2 separate regions of the Mus musculus genome follow, and region 2 is linked to region 1. A link is a contact called in public HiChIP or PLAC-seq data. All regions are on one chromosome and are shown on one strand. Each heading gives the region's core, a stretch centred on a gene start, on an enhancer-like site or on the middle of the called end of the contact. The rest is flanking DNA. Distances are from core to core; before and after follow the strand shown.

The links. HiChIP or PLAC-seq counts read pairs in DNA pulled down with a chosen protein or histone mark.
Region 2: an H3K4me3 HiChIP or PLAC-seq map of bone marrow-derived macrophages shows a contact between it and region 1, with 5 times the contacts expected there. The contact joins the enhancer-like site here to the promoter of Slc25a33 in region 1. A contact is called at or near these places in 7 of 39 promoter capture datasets (the C10 cell line, cranial neural crest, frontonasal cranial neural crest and 4 more), 1 of 15 datasets of contacts at CTCF or cohesin (the NIH/3T3 cell line), 4 of 484 Hi-C or Micro-C datasets (B cells, bone marrow-derived macrophages, embryonic fibroblasts and 1 more), 34 of 115 datasets of contacts at active chromatin or transcription factors (the 230-238 cell line, the 3134 cell line, the HPC-7 cell line and 26 more) and 3 of 9 other capture datasets (adipose tissue, liver and pancreatic islet).

Annotation. Positions count from the first base shown.
Region 1 is chr4:149,771,416-149,777,210 of GRCm38.p6, reverse strand. It overlaps Slc25a33 (solute carrier family 25, member 33), which reads left to right and starts at 2,944. Exons shown (of 7, transcript NM_027460.2): 1 at 2,944-3,211. The coding sequence starts at 3,156.
Region 2 is chr4:149,976,502-149,982,296 of GRCm38.p6, reverse strand. H6pd (hexose-6-phosphate dehydrogenase (glucose 1-dehydrogenase)) reads left to right here. Exons shown (of 5, transcript NM_001291004.1): 5 at 1-2,823. The coding sequence ends at 739. Among named protein-coding and RNA genes, the nearest start is that of H6pd, 24 kb to the left of the region's middle. Within about 2 kb of position 2,121, at least 200 of the 459 cell types and tissues checked have an H3K27ac peak or open chromatin away from gene starts, as enhancers often do. A contact at or near this core is called in the NIH/3T3 cell line, the SCID.adh cell line, VIP interneurons and 9 more, where this site is marked.

The sequences.
Region 1 (5,795 bases), core at 1,695-4,194:
CGAAGGGTTAGAGCCAAGGAAAGGGGTGGGTTCCCAGGGTGGCACCTCCTCTGGTTTAAAGTCCAGTCTAGGATGGGGCATGGCGCGGTGCTTGGGTGGCTGAGGTAGGCAGGCAGAGTTCTGTGAGTTCAAGCTTAGCTTTGCCCATATAGAGAGAGTTGCAGGCTGGCCAGTGCTACATAGTGAGACCTTGTCTCTGAACAGACAGTCAGACAAATAGACAAGCAAACCCCAAAATCCTGCACAGAGAGGGACAACTCCCTTCTAGTTAACAGCCTGGCAGCACCCTGCTTAAGTTCCCCACTACCCTACAAACCTCCTTTTACTGGGGCTGGAGAGGTGGCTCAGCCTACCCTTGGAGAGGACCTGAGTTCTGTCCCCAGCACTGATGTGGTGGTTTGGGACTTTCTGTAACCCCAGATCCAGGGGATCTGACTGCCTCTTCTGGTCTTCTTGGACACTAGGCATACATGTGATATATTTATACACATAATTTTTTTTTTTATTAAAAGACTTAAAAATCAGCCGGGCAGTGGTGGCGCACACCTTTAGTCCCAGTACTTGGGAGGCAGAGACAGGCAGATTTCTGAATTCAAGGCCAGCCTGGTCTACAGAGTGAGTTCCAGGACAGCCAAGGCTACACAGAGAAACCCTGTCTCGAAAAACCAAAAAAAAAAAAAAAAAAAAAAGACTTAAAAATCTATGTCAGCTAAAGTAAGCTCTCATTTCCTAAGCAACGAAAGCGAAGGATTTGGTAGATACAAGAAAGATGAAGAATCTCACCTTTTCCTTTCCTTTGTCCAATATTAGAGTGTAGCTGGTATGGATCCTCCCACATGGAGAGCTCCGCTCTACCACTGAACTCTATGCCCAGATTTGGATCGCTGCTATGCCCAGCTCTGCCTGGCAGCAATGGCTTTACTATAGAGCAATCACTGTGTTTGCAGGTGACTGAGCCTAGCAGTTGTTTCTAAGCAATGCCCACTATCAAATACAGATCTGCCGTGTTTGCTCACAGCTCGCCTCCTACTCCAGTTTCCCTCTGTGTACACACAGGACGTCTGGCAGCTCAGCCGGTTAAAGGCGGTGCTTCTCATCAGATGTGGGAGACGGAAGACAATGGGTTGGTGTGTTCTGCATCCGAATACTCTGGAAGGTAAAGGAGCAAAGGAGTGGCCTGTGGGGACAGCTTCCTCTCAGCTGCAGAGTTGGTGGGACACACACAGACCTGGAGTCCCTAGCAGGGGAGGGGGAAGGAAGGAAGGAAAGGATGAGTTCCAAGACTTGTCAGAGCTAGAAGTGTCAGAAGCAGAAGAAGGGAGAAAGTAAGAAAGAGGGAAGAGAGGGAGGGAGGGAGGGAGGGAGGGGAAGGGAGAGAGTATGAGTCAGTTTAGAAGCTGACATTAATGGCCTTGGTGCCTGTGCAGAATATAGAGTCACTACCAGGGCAGGGAACAGAAGAGACTGAGCAGGCTTGGGGGAGGAGTAGAATGATCAGTTCAATCTAGGACATTTGTTTATTAGTTCCCTGGGCAGTACTAGGTGGCAGGTACCGTGACAGGAACAATCTGTTAAGAACAACCATGAAGTGTAAAAACAAGGCCCCCCACTCCCATGGAGCTTGCATTCCAGAATGGGACAAACAGTTTGAATAAAACAGAGTGAGTACACGAGCCCACATGGAGTCACCGAAGCCATGTGATCAGGGTGCTGCCAGGGCAACCAGGCAAAGCCCAGCCAAGAGCCAGACCTGGAGGTAAGAAGATGCCAGGCTCACTGTGGCAGTGGTCCAGGATATTTAAGGGGAGGAGCGATCTGGGTCGCTCAAGTCCGAGCATCAGCGCACACAGTACAAAATTCACACTGCAAAATACATACCAAATATAATGCTATTTATAGAAAGATCAAGAACACACAAAACACTAAGGGTAGGCTAGAGGAGGGCAGGCTGTTTAGGTGACGTGTTTTTTTTTTTTTTTTCCTATTTAAGCTCAGAGCTGTGAGATGTAATATGTAATCACCATACATGTTTATACATGGAAATATTACAGAATGAAATTCTTAAAAAGATCGGGAGCTCAGGGTAAATGTACTTGCAGCCAAATCCGACAACTTGAGTCCAATTCCTGGGACCCGTGAGGCATGGTGGCTCATGCCTTCAATCACAGCACTCAGGAGGCAGAAGCAGGTAGATCTGTGAGTTTGAGGCCAGTTTGGTCTACACAGTAAGTTCCAGAACACCTAGAACTACACAGAGAAACCCTGTCTCAAAAAACAAGTCAATTCCTGGGACCTGCATGATGAATAGGCAAAACTGACTCCTGCAAGCTGTGCTCTGGTCTTCACCATTAGACAGTGGCATGTGTGAACCCATGACATCCCTTAAAAACACACAATAAAAACCACAAAAAACAGCTGGGTAATCTCAGCACTGGAGAGGCAGAGGCAAAAGGATCAATGTGACTTCGAGGTTATCTTGGTCTACATAGAAAGTTCCAAGGTGCTGGGTAGTGGTGGCGCACGCCTTTAGGCCCAGCACTTGGGAGGCAGAGGCAGGCGGATAAAATGTGAATTTGAGGCCAAGCTTGGTCTACATGGCAAGTTCCAGGCAGTCCAGGACTGCAATGTAAGACTGTCTTAAAAAAAAACAAATCACACACACATAAACATAATTTTAAAAAGAAGAAAAAGAAGAAGAGGTTTGGAGCATAGGGCATGGTTACACACTCAGTTTCCAGCCTCTGAGAAGGACCAAGCAGCTTTGACCAGTTTGCTGGTCATCCTCTTATTATCCTGAGCAGCCCTTCGGGGCCTGATCCCGCCCCGCGTTGCACGACCGCCACGCCCACATCCACCTGCCGTCCAATAGGCGTACGGGATCCGGGCCCACACCTCCGCCGCGCCGCGCCCCGCGACGTCACGGCCCGGCCTCCGCCACGTGACGGCCGCGCGCTAGGCTCTCTGCCTAGCGGCTGGAAAGCGCCGCAGAGGCCGCTGACTGGCCGGGCGCGACGCCGCGGAGGGAGCCGGGCGCCTGGGCCTCCCGCGCGCATGGGCGCGTCGGCGGCTGCCTGAGGAAGGCAGCGAAGCCAGCGGAGCTCAAGACCTCGCGCGTCCCACGAGCGGCTGCGGCGGGCCGCGGAGCCGGCGCGGCCATGGCGACGGGCACTCAGCAGAAAGAGAACACGCTGCTTCATCTCTTCGCCGGCGGGTGAGTCTGGGGCCCGAGCTGCTCTCGCCTCAGCCCCGGCCTTCTCCCCCTGCGTGCCGTGGCCTTGGGAATCCGCGTTTCCCGTCCGTCGCGGACTGGGGTGAAGCCAGGACGGGCAGCCCAGGAGGGTCGTGGCTTCGGCGTCCCCACCGCGGGGTCAGCCGGCACGGCGGCTTTCCACCCGGCGCGTCCGCGGTCCCATCCCCCACCCACCGGCCGCCTCTCGCCGTATTCTCCTTTTGAACAATTCCTGGCTGGTGTGACTGTCACCAGGGGCGATCGCGCCGAGCCCCTGTGGCTCCGGCCTCCTGGCGTTTTCCTGATCACGCTGCGGTCACTCACCGCTGCAGAGGTGCGGATGCTGGAGGTCCCGGGGCAGCTAGCCCAGGAGGTACTGCGCTGGGTCAGAGCTGCGGGCAGGTGTCGCAGGGCAGCCCGTGGCCTGCCCTGCGGAGTATGGGGGGTTGGGGGGGAACGGATGCTGGTCTGCACCACGTGGGACGGTAAATGGGGACCTCGGAAGGTTGGTCAGTGCTAATCGATCCTAAAGCACCTTTCAGTGATTTTCAGTGGAGGAACACATCATGATAGGAGGATACAACTAGGAGCTGAATTAACCCCCTAAAAAAACGAAAGTTTGGGGTTTTCTTTTTTAAATAGTATTTTTCTTTTCCTTTTGTCATAGCTGCTAGTGGCTTGGGACCCTTTTGGTGCTGGTTTTTCAAACTATCTATGGAGCTGTGTCCCCAGCCCTGGGGTCATGAAGAGCTCTTTGAGATTTAGCCCAGCTATTTAAGTTTTACATAACATGCAGCGTTTTTCCTGTGTTATCATCTTCACTTGAGAACTATAACTGGACCTAAACAGTTCCATATACTAGAAAGTAATGGTTAATGAAAGGGTTATCCAGAAAATAACGGTGATGAAAGGGTTTCTGGTGCCTTGGTCCTTTTACCTGGCAGGCTGGCAGTACCTTTCACCCGTCAGATAGCTTTAATGGTTGTGCCTAGGCAGGAGGAATTTCTTGTTCATCCATTTCTGTCAGGCCTTCATTCCTCCTATCCATGTCTTCATTGGTATTAACCTTTGAGAGTAAGCCTTAGAAGGCACCCTCACTTTATATAAATGTGTCATCCCAGGGAACTTAAAGTCTGTTAGGCATATTTTTAAAGCCAAGAGAAATAAGTTTATACTCAATGGGTTGTTTTGTTTGTTTGTTATACTTTTTCTTTTCTTTTCTTTTTTAACTGAGTGGTCTCTTATGTTGTATGTCTGCCTGCTCTTAACTGGGGGAGTTTCAGAGTGGCCTGTGTTGAGGCTCACTACTATAGTTGATGACCCTGTCTGGATGGATTTCCCTGCACACCCTTCACAGTGCCCTCTGGCTGCCAATTCCAGCCTCTTACGTGCTGATAGAGAATACTGCAATGGGCAGTGAGGCTTGCGGGACTCATTAAGAGGCAGGGAGTTTATTAGTGCTGTGCCTGAAGCAGTGGTGTTTAACAAGTTCTGGTTCCTTCATTAGCCATTTAAGATCTCTGTGCTTGCAGATGAGAAAAGAAATGAACCCTCAAAAAGCTGCTTTCAGAGCTCTAATTGGATTTTAGCCTAAAACACCTTTTAAGGTAGAGCATGAAAGGAGTCAGTATAAAGAGGGCACAGACTATAGTTAAAAGTTGTCAGCCCAGGGGTCTGGTAAGCCCTTTCCTCTGTTGTTAGCTGGCATCTCTCCAGAGAGCTAAGTTCAATGCCTTTGAGAAGTCTGAGATCTTGCTTTTAAAATCTGTTGGTTTCCCTTGTTTGTTGAATAATCATTGAAGGCTATGTTCCCAAACAGATTTAACGATATCCCTGATTATAATAATATAAACAAGTTTTGTTTTTTGGAGACAAGGTCTAGAACTCACAGAGATCTTCTGTCTCTGCTTCTACCTCCCAAGTACCACGATTAAAGATATGTGCCACCAGGTCCTGGTAATACACTTCTACTAGCTATCAAAGGCTTATAAATTAATATAACCAGTGAAAATCTATTTTAGATCCTGGAAAAAAAACAGACTGCACCAAAACAATTCATAGTCTTTTTTGTTTGTTTGTTTGTTTATTTTTGGTTTTTGGTTTTTCCAGAGAGGGTTTCTCTGTGTAGCCCTGGCTGTCCTGGAACTCACTCTGTAGACCAGGCTGGCCTTGAACTCAGAAATCCGCCTGTCTCTGCCTCCCAAGTGCTGGGATCAAAGGTGTGTGCCACCACTGTCCGGCCAACTCATAGTCTTTAATTTTTTTTTTCTTAAAGGAACAAGTTTCTGGATTATTTCCCAAGATTATTTCCTATATTAACATATACTAGTCAGATTTTCAGTGTAGCATGTTGCCCTCAGAGAAGAGAACAGAAAGGCCACCACAGACCAAAATCTAGAAATAAGCACTTTGGGAAAGGTTCCGAGTGTATATATGCCCCAACCCAATTTTATACTAACTTTAAATATAAGATTGAGTTGTTTCTGTTTGTTTATTTTGTGTGAGCAGGTCTGGAATTCACCGTATAGCCCAGGCTAGCCTCACACTCCCAGCAATCCTGCCTTAG
Region 2 (5,795 bases), core at 872-3,371, 210 kb before region 1:
CGGGGCCCGGTATAGACAGAGCCCACTGATTACCGCCTGGCCAGAGGAGCTGATCTCTAAGCTGGCCAGTGACATTGAAGCCGCCGCGGTGCAGGCAGTACGGCACTTCGGCAAGTTCCACCTGGCACTGTCAGGTGGTTCGAGCCCCATAGCTCTCTTCCAGCAGCTGGCCACAGGACATTACAGCTTCCCCTGGGCCCACACACACCTCTGGCTGGTTGATGAGCGTTGTGTCCCTCTCTCAGATCCAGACTCCAACTTCCAGGGCCTGCAGGCTCACCTGCTACAGCACGTCAGGGTACCCTACTACAACATCCACCCGATGCCAGTGCACCTGCACCAGCGGCTCTGTGCCGAGGAGGACCAGGGAGCTCAGACCTATGCCAGTGAGATCTCAGCCCTGGTGGCCAACAGCAGCTTCGACCTGGTGCTCCTGGGCATGGGCACCGACGGGCACACAGCTTCTCTGTTCCCACAGTCCCCCACAGGCCTGGATGGTGATCAGCTGGTGGTGCTGACGGAGAGCCCGTTCAGGCCACACCAACGCATGAGCCTCAGCCTGCCCCTCATCAACCGAGCCAAGAAGGTAGCTGTCCTGGTCATGGGCAGGACAAAACGTGAGATCACAACGTTGGTGAGCCGCGTGGGCCATGAACCCAAGAAGTGGCCCATCTCAGGTGTGGTGCCTCTTTCTGGGCAGCTGGTTTGGTACATGGATTACGAGGCCTTTCTGGGATGACAGTACCATCCTGGTCTTAGTCACTCTCAGCCTTCCTCTTTAGCTGCCCACTGTGCCTCAGCTGTGTGGAGCCTGGTACCAGAGTCAGGCCCCAGAGAAGGGAGGACAAAACTCTGTGCCGACTTCCTGGACCCACTGGTTCTCGGGAATTTCGGTGCCTGCACATGGAAACAAGGTAGAGCTCTGGCCTCAAAACCCAGATAGGAGAGGGACTAAGGCCTCCAGCAGTTACACACCAGTAGCTACAACACACAGTAAGACTGGGCGAAGGCTCCACGCTAAAGAACCAAAGTGGCCTGCCAAGACTGGCCTGCGATCTTCAAACTGGTTTCTGTGGAAAGAGGGGCCAGTGTTGATGGGGAGCAGGGTGCAGAGACTCCTGGTGAATGTCTTGCTCTGAGCCAGGCCAGCAGAGTAGACACAATCCTGAGCCTGCACCGGGCGCCTTGCCTCTTCTGGTATCCCATCATCCCTCTGTGCACCTAGCTGAGATCCAGCGCTCCTCCGGGCAGCTTCTGTCTACTCTGGGAGGACACCCACTGTCCTCAGTATTCCCCATTACCCCTCAGCCTCTCCCTCTCTACAGACACAGACACTGCCACGTCAGAAGTTCCCCCAGATCTAGAGACCGGGGCTCCCTTTCCCACTAAGAACTGTTATGCTGTCATTGGGCTGTCGGGCATCTCTGATCTATCTAGACGGGAGGGCTCTGTCTGCTCCTGGGTCGGGGGTGACTCCAGATCACAGCCTCTTTCTAGGGCTTATGTGGCCAATTGCCAGCATCAGGGCAGACTGCAGCTAGCCCTCCTCACACTACCTCTCTCTGGCTTCAAGTCTGGCAGCAGCCCCTCCTCTGCCGGGCATCTCCACCATTCTTACTGACGAACCTGGTACCACTGGGAACACTACAGGCAGCTCCTAACTTCAGTCCCCTCCAGGGCCAACAACATAAACATTTCAGGGCACATACAGTTTTCATTTAGGCCTCCTGCTGAGTCATGTGAACAAGGGAAGGCCCAGAAGGGTTAGGATGGCCCGTCCTCACAGTTACCTATGTGTCAGTCACAGAGTCTCCGTGTCTTTCAGAATTTTCCCATAGAGAGGTTTCCTGTGATGAGGAGCGTCAGGAAATCTGTTTCTCTCCTTTTATTTGATTGTACTTTCTCCCAGACAGCACATGGAAAAGAATTCTTGCTTTCACTAGAGATGTGTGCATAGAGTGTAGCCTGAGCTGAGGGCTCTGTATGAAAGGCACTCTTGTTGAAATTCTGCTTACTCTGACCTCCAGTGACCCAGACTGACAGAACACCTCTATTCCTTGGCAGAAAAGAGGAACGCCCTGGGGTCCTTTCCTGGCCTGCTTTGCTCAGGCTTGGATGCAGGTAGTCGCAGGTGAAGTTCCACCTTTAGCCATGTGGGGGAGCCCACGTGCCACCACTCACATTCCACCCAGGAGGCGGGTTTTAGTGCCAAACGTCTTTTCTTCGCTTTTCTTGCTCACTGCCTCTCAGGCGTCTTAGCCCAGTGCGTTTTCATCAGTTCTTAGGGACTCGGCCTTCTGCAGTTGCAACATCAGAGAGCAAGGGGCCTTGCATGCCTCAGGAGAGAGGGTGCCCAGGCTCTGTGTCACCATTCTGAATAACGGTGAGTCACTGCCCAGCCTGAGCCTAGAATGTCCCGTTCTTATCCAGATGAATGACTCGCCTCTGTCTGTGGGGAGTCTCTGCACAGGGGAGGCCAGTGTGGGGGAAATACCAAAGATCTCCTTTCCGGAAGCAAGCACAAATAAAATTTCATTGGAAAGGTTGGTGGGGGACATTGTCTGTGTTCTCTGGCATGCACCTGTGTGTGCCCTTTCCCTTTCTGCCCCGGGTTAGGAAGGAGTGATGTTCAGAGCCAGGACCACGGAAGATGCTGCTCTTCAGACTTTCTGAACCATCATCCACAGCCAGCAGGGCTTTACCAATCAGTCACATCTGTGTACGAATCTGTCTCAGGAAGGAGCTCTCAGCCTTAAGACCTGGGATACCCTCTATTTTTTTAAAAATTTTCATTAAAAAATTGTTGCTTGCAAACCACTTAACATTGAGTTGATAAACAGTGTGACGAATACAGCCTTTGCCAGCCTCCTGCCTGTCTGGAAGTGGGGATCTGAGGCTGGGAAGACAGGACAAGGTGTCCAGGTTCCTGGGGAAGGGAAGAGGGACATGTGGTCACTGTGTCTGGGACACAGCCTTCCCTCCCTGGATTCACTTCTGGCTCCCTTAGGGTCCCTGTAGCTGTGGCTTAGCACTGGCCTGCAGGCCGTAACCCTGGGCTGGCTCTGACCCCGCCTGGGATCTTCTAACTGCACCCTGCTCACTCCCTGTTGAAACAATGGAAGCAAAAGTCTGCACCTTGCCTGGTGGCTCTGTGGTCTCCCCACTGATGGGCAGATGCTAAATGCTATGCACAGGCACACCTTGTCCTGCCAATAGCCCAGTGTGCCACGTGGCAGGGCCTTAGTGACTGAAGATTTGAAACTGGGAAAATGTCCAGTGTTGTCCAGAAACTGTATGTTAGATTCTAGAAGCCATGCCAGCACCCTGTGGGGCCTGTTCCTTTCCAGGGGACCCATGAAGGGCTCACATGGCTGAGTCAGGTTCCTTGGGTAGGCCTGTGAGTCCACTATGGGAAGGACACAGGGGCATACAAATGGCAGAAGTTGTCCTCCTTGGGGCGACATGCCAGTTAGCATCTCCAGGCTAGATCCTGATTTCTAATTCCAGGCAAATGTTCCTGGTAACTGCACTTTAAGTAGTCCCATCTTGTTAATTTCTTGCTTCTTCTTCTTTTTTTTTTTAAATGATTTTAAAATTTTTATGTGCATGTTTGCCTGCCTATGTGTCTGTGTGAGGGTATCAGATGCCCTGGAACTGGAGTTACAGACAGTTGTGAGCTGCCATGTGGGTGCTGGGAATTGAACCCAGGTCCTCTGGAAGAGCAGCCAGTGCTCTTAACCACAGAGCCAGCTCTCCAGCCCCAATTTCCGGCTTACTATTGCTCTGGAGAAAATACTCTCTTCTCACTTTTGCTCCCCAAATTAGTGGAATCAGAGCTGCCTTCCACTTGGACTGATATCTTAGCGCTCTCCCAGGAGGGCCTCCTCCGCAGCCTGACAGGCCTTGAGCTCCCCCATGCTCTTTTGCCTTCTTTCTCTGACTCTGACAGAGAGTCGGGGGTGTGCCATGCAAAAGGGAATGAAGAAGCCTCCAGAAAACCCTCATGGGGTTACTTCTTAGAGCTTAATTTCCAGGAACCTTTTTTGGATTTTGTCTCCCGCGGAGTGTGCGAGCCCCTCAGAGCAGCTCTGCAGCAGATCCGCAGCTGCGTTTTCATCTTAGACAGCTGGCACCCCTGCAGGCCTCCGCTCACTACTAGAAAAATCACCTGGCAACATTCCAGGGAATGAGTCGTGGGTGGGGAAAGGAGAGCAGTACTGGTCAGCCCCTGCCTGCTCTGGGAATGACTGTCCAGGGGAGGGCTGCTGTCCCCAGGGGTCACAGGCTGCACAGGTCATGAGACTGCGAGCTGAACTGGAGAAAACAGGCCCATTTATCTGCCTTCTGCTCTCTTCTCCCCCAGCTCCCTGCCCTCCACAGTTCTGTACCAGCGTCTCAGCCCCCAAGGTCGTGCTGTGGCCCGGGACCTTGGTACTTGGCTCGTAGATTGGTTTGGCAGCTTATCCAGTGGGGGAAGATGGCGGGCAGGAGTTAGAACCCAACCTGAACTGGCAGTGAGTTGGGAGGCTCTGCGCTGTTCTGCCTGGGCTCATTTTAACTGTAGTATTTGGGGGTACCCGGCTGAAGATGAGATTCGTTCCTGGCACAGCCCTGCCTAAGCGTACCTTGAGCCCGTCAGCAGCCACAGTAGCTTAGCTGCGCAGTCTGCAGGTGCAGGAGAGTCAGCTCATACCTCATGCTGCATCCCATGTGGAGCAGAACTGGCCTCCAGGCATCAAAGGATTTCTTGCAAGGGTTTGGCCCCTGGAAGGGAGCAGGCATCAAACCAGAACATGTTCCTGGAAGATGCACGGGGCAGATGTCTTCCAGGAACATCGAATCCTGCCTTCTGCAAGCTCCTCACACCCACTGTAGGCTCCTCACACCTAGAGGTGGGTGTGAGGAACCCCAAGGATCTTTCAGCTTCTAGCTGAGCAAGGTGTCAATTCACCACTTCTGTCACAAGCACAAGACAGCCTGCCAAGGGATCCGAAGAGACTTCACTGTGATCTAGCAAGCCATGTGGGTAGTGATGGCTTGGATGTTTTGTACCTCCGGCCGATCAAGGTTGGGAGTATATTTATTTGCAGGTCCCAGAGGATGTCCACGTCTCTGTGTGACCATGGACAGGACCTCTGAATAATGACCCCTGTGTTCATTCTTTGACCTCAAGGGTGAGTTTGTTAAAGTCCTACGTTGCTTTGATGGCTTGGTGTTTTAAACGAACTCTATGCATCTTTTTCTGTCCCTTTCTATTGAGTGGCAATGTTTGTATTTGCTAGATGCTGTTGAGACAATTTGAACAGCCGAGAGTTTGCACCGAGAGTGTGGGTGTACACGGACACCACATGTGTCAGGATGCAGGTGTACATAGACACGGTGTTTGTCAGGGTGGTCCTTGGCCTCACAGAGGTCTGGAGGAGCTGTTTATTGTTGCGTTTTGTAAAAAGAGAAACCAGAGATATGTTTGGTGGGGACGAGGTATGGTGTGGGGGAAGGGGTGCCTCTGTGGGCCTGTGCTGAGGCATCCCTTCCCCTTGAGGTACCAGCCACACGACATAGGTATAGTATAGAGGAGAGTTTATTTAGGTCATGAGGGGGGGGTTGAGGGAGTAGAGACAGAGAAAGGCAGAGAGAGAAAGAGAGAGAGAGAGAGAGAGAGAGAGAGAAGAAGAAGAAGAAGAAGAAGAAGAAGAAGAAGAAGAAGAAGAAGAAGAAGAAGAAGGAGGAGGAGGAGGAGGAGGAGGAGGAGGAGGAGGAGGAGGAGGAGGAGGAGGAAGAAGAGGAGGAGAAGG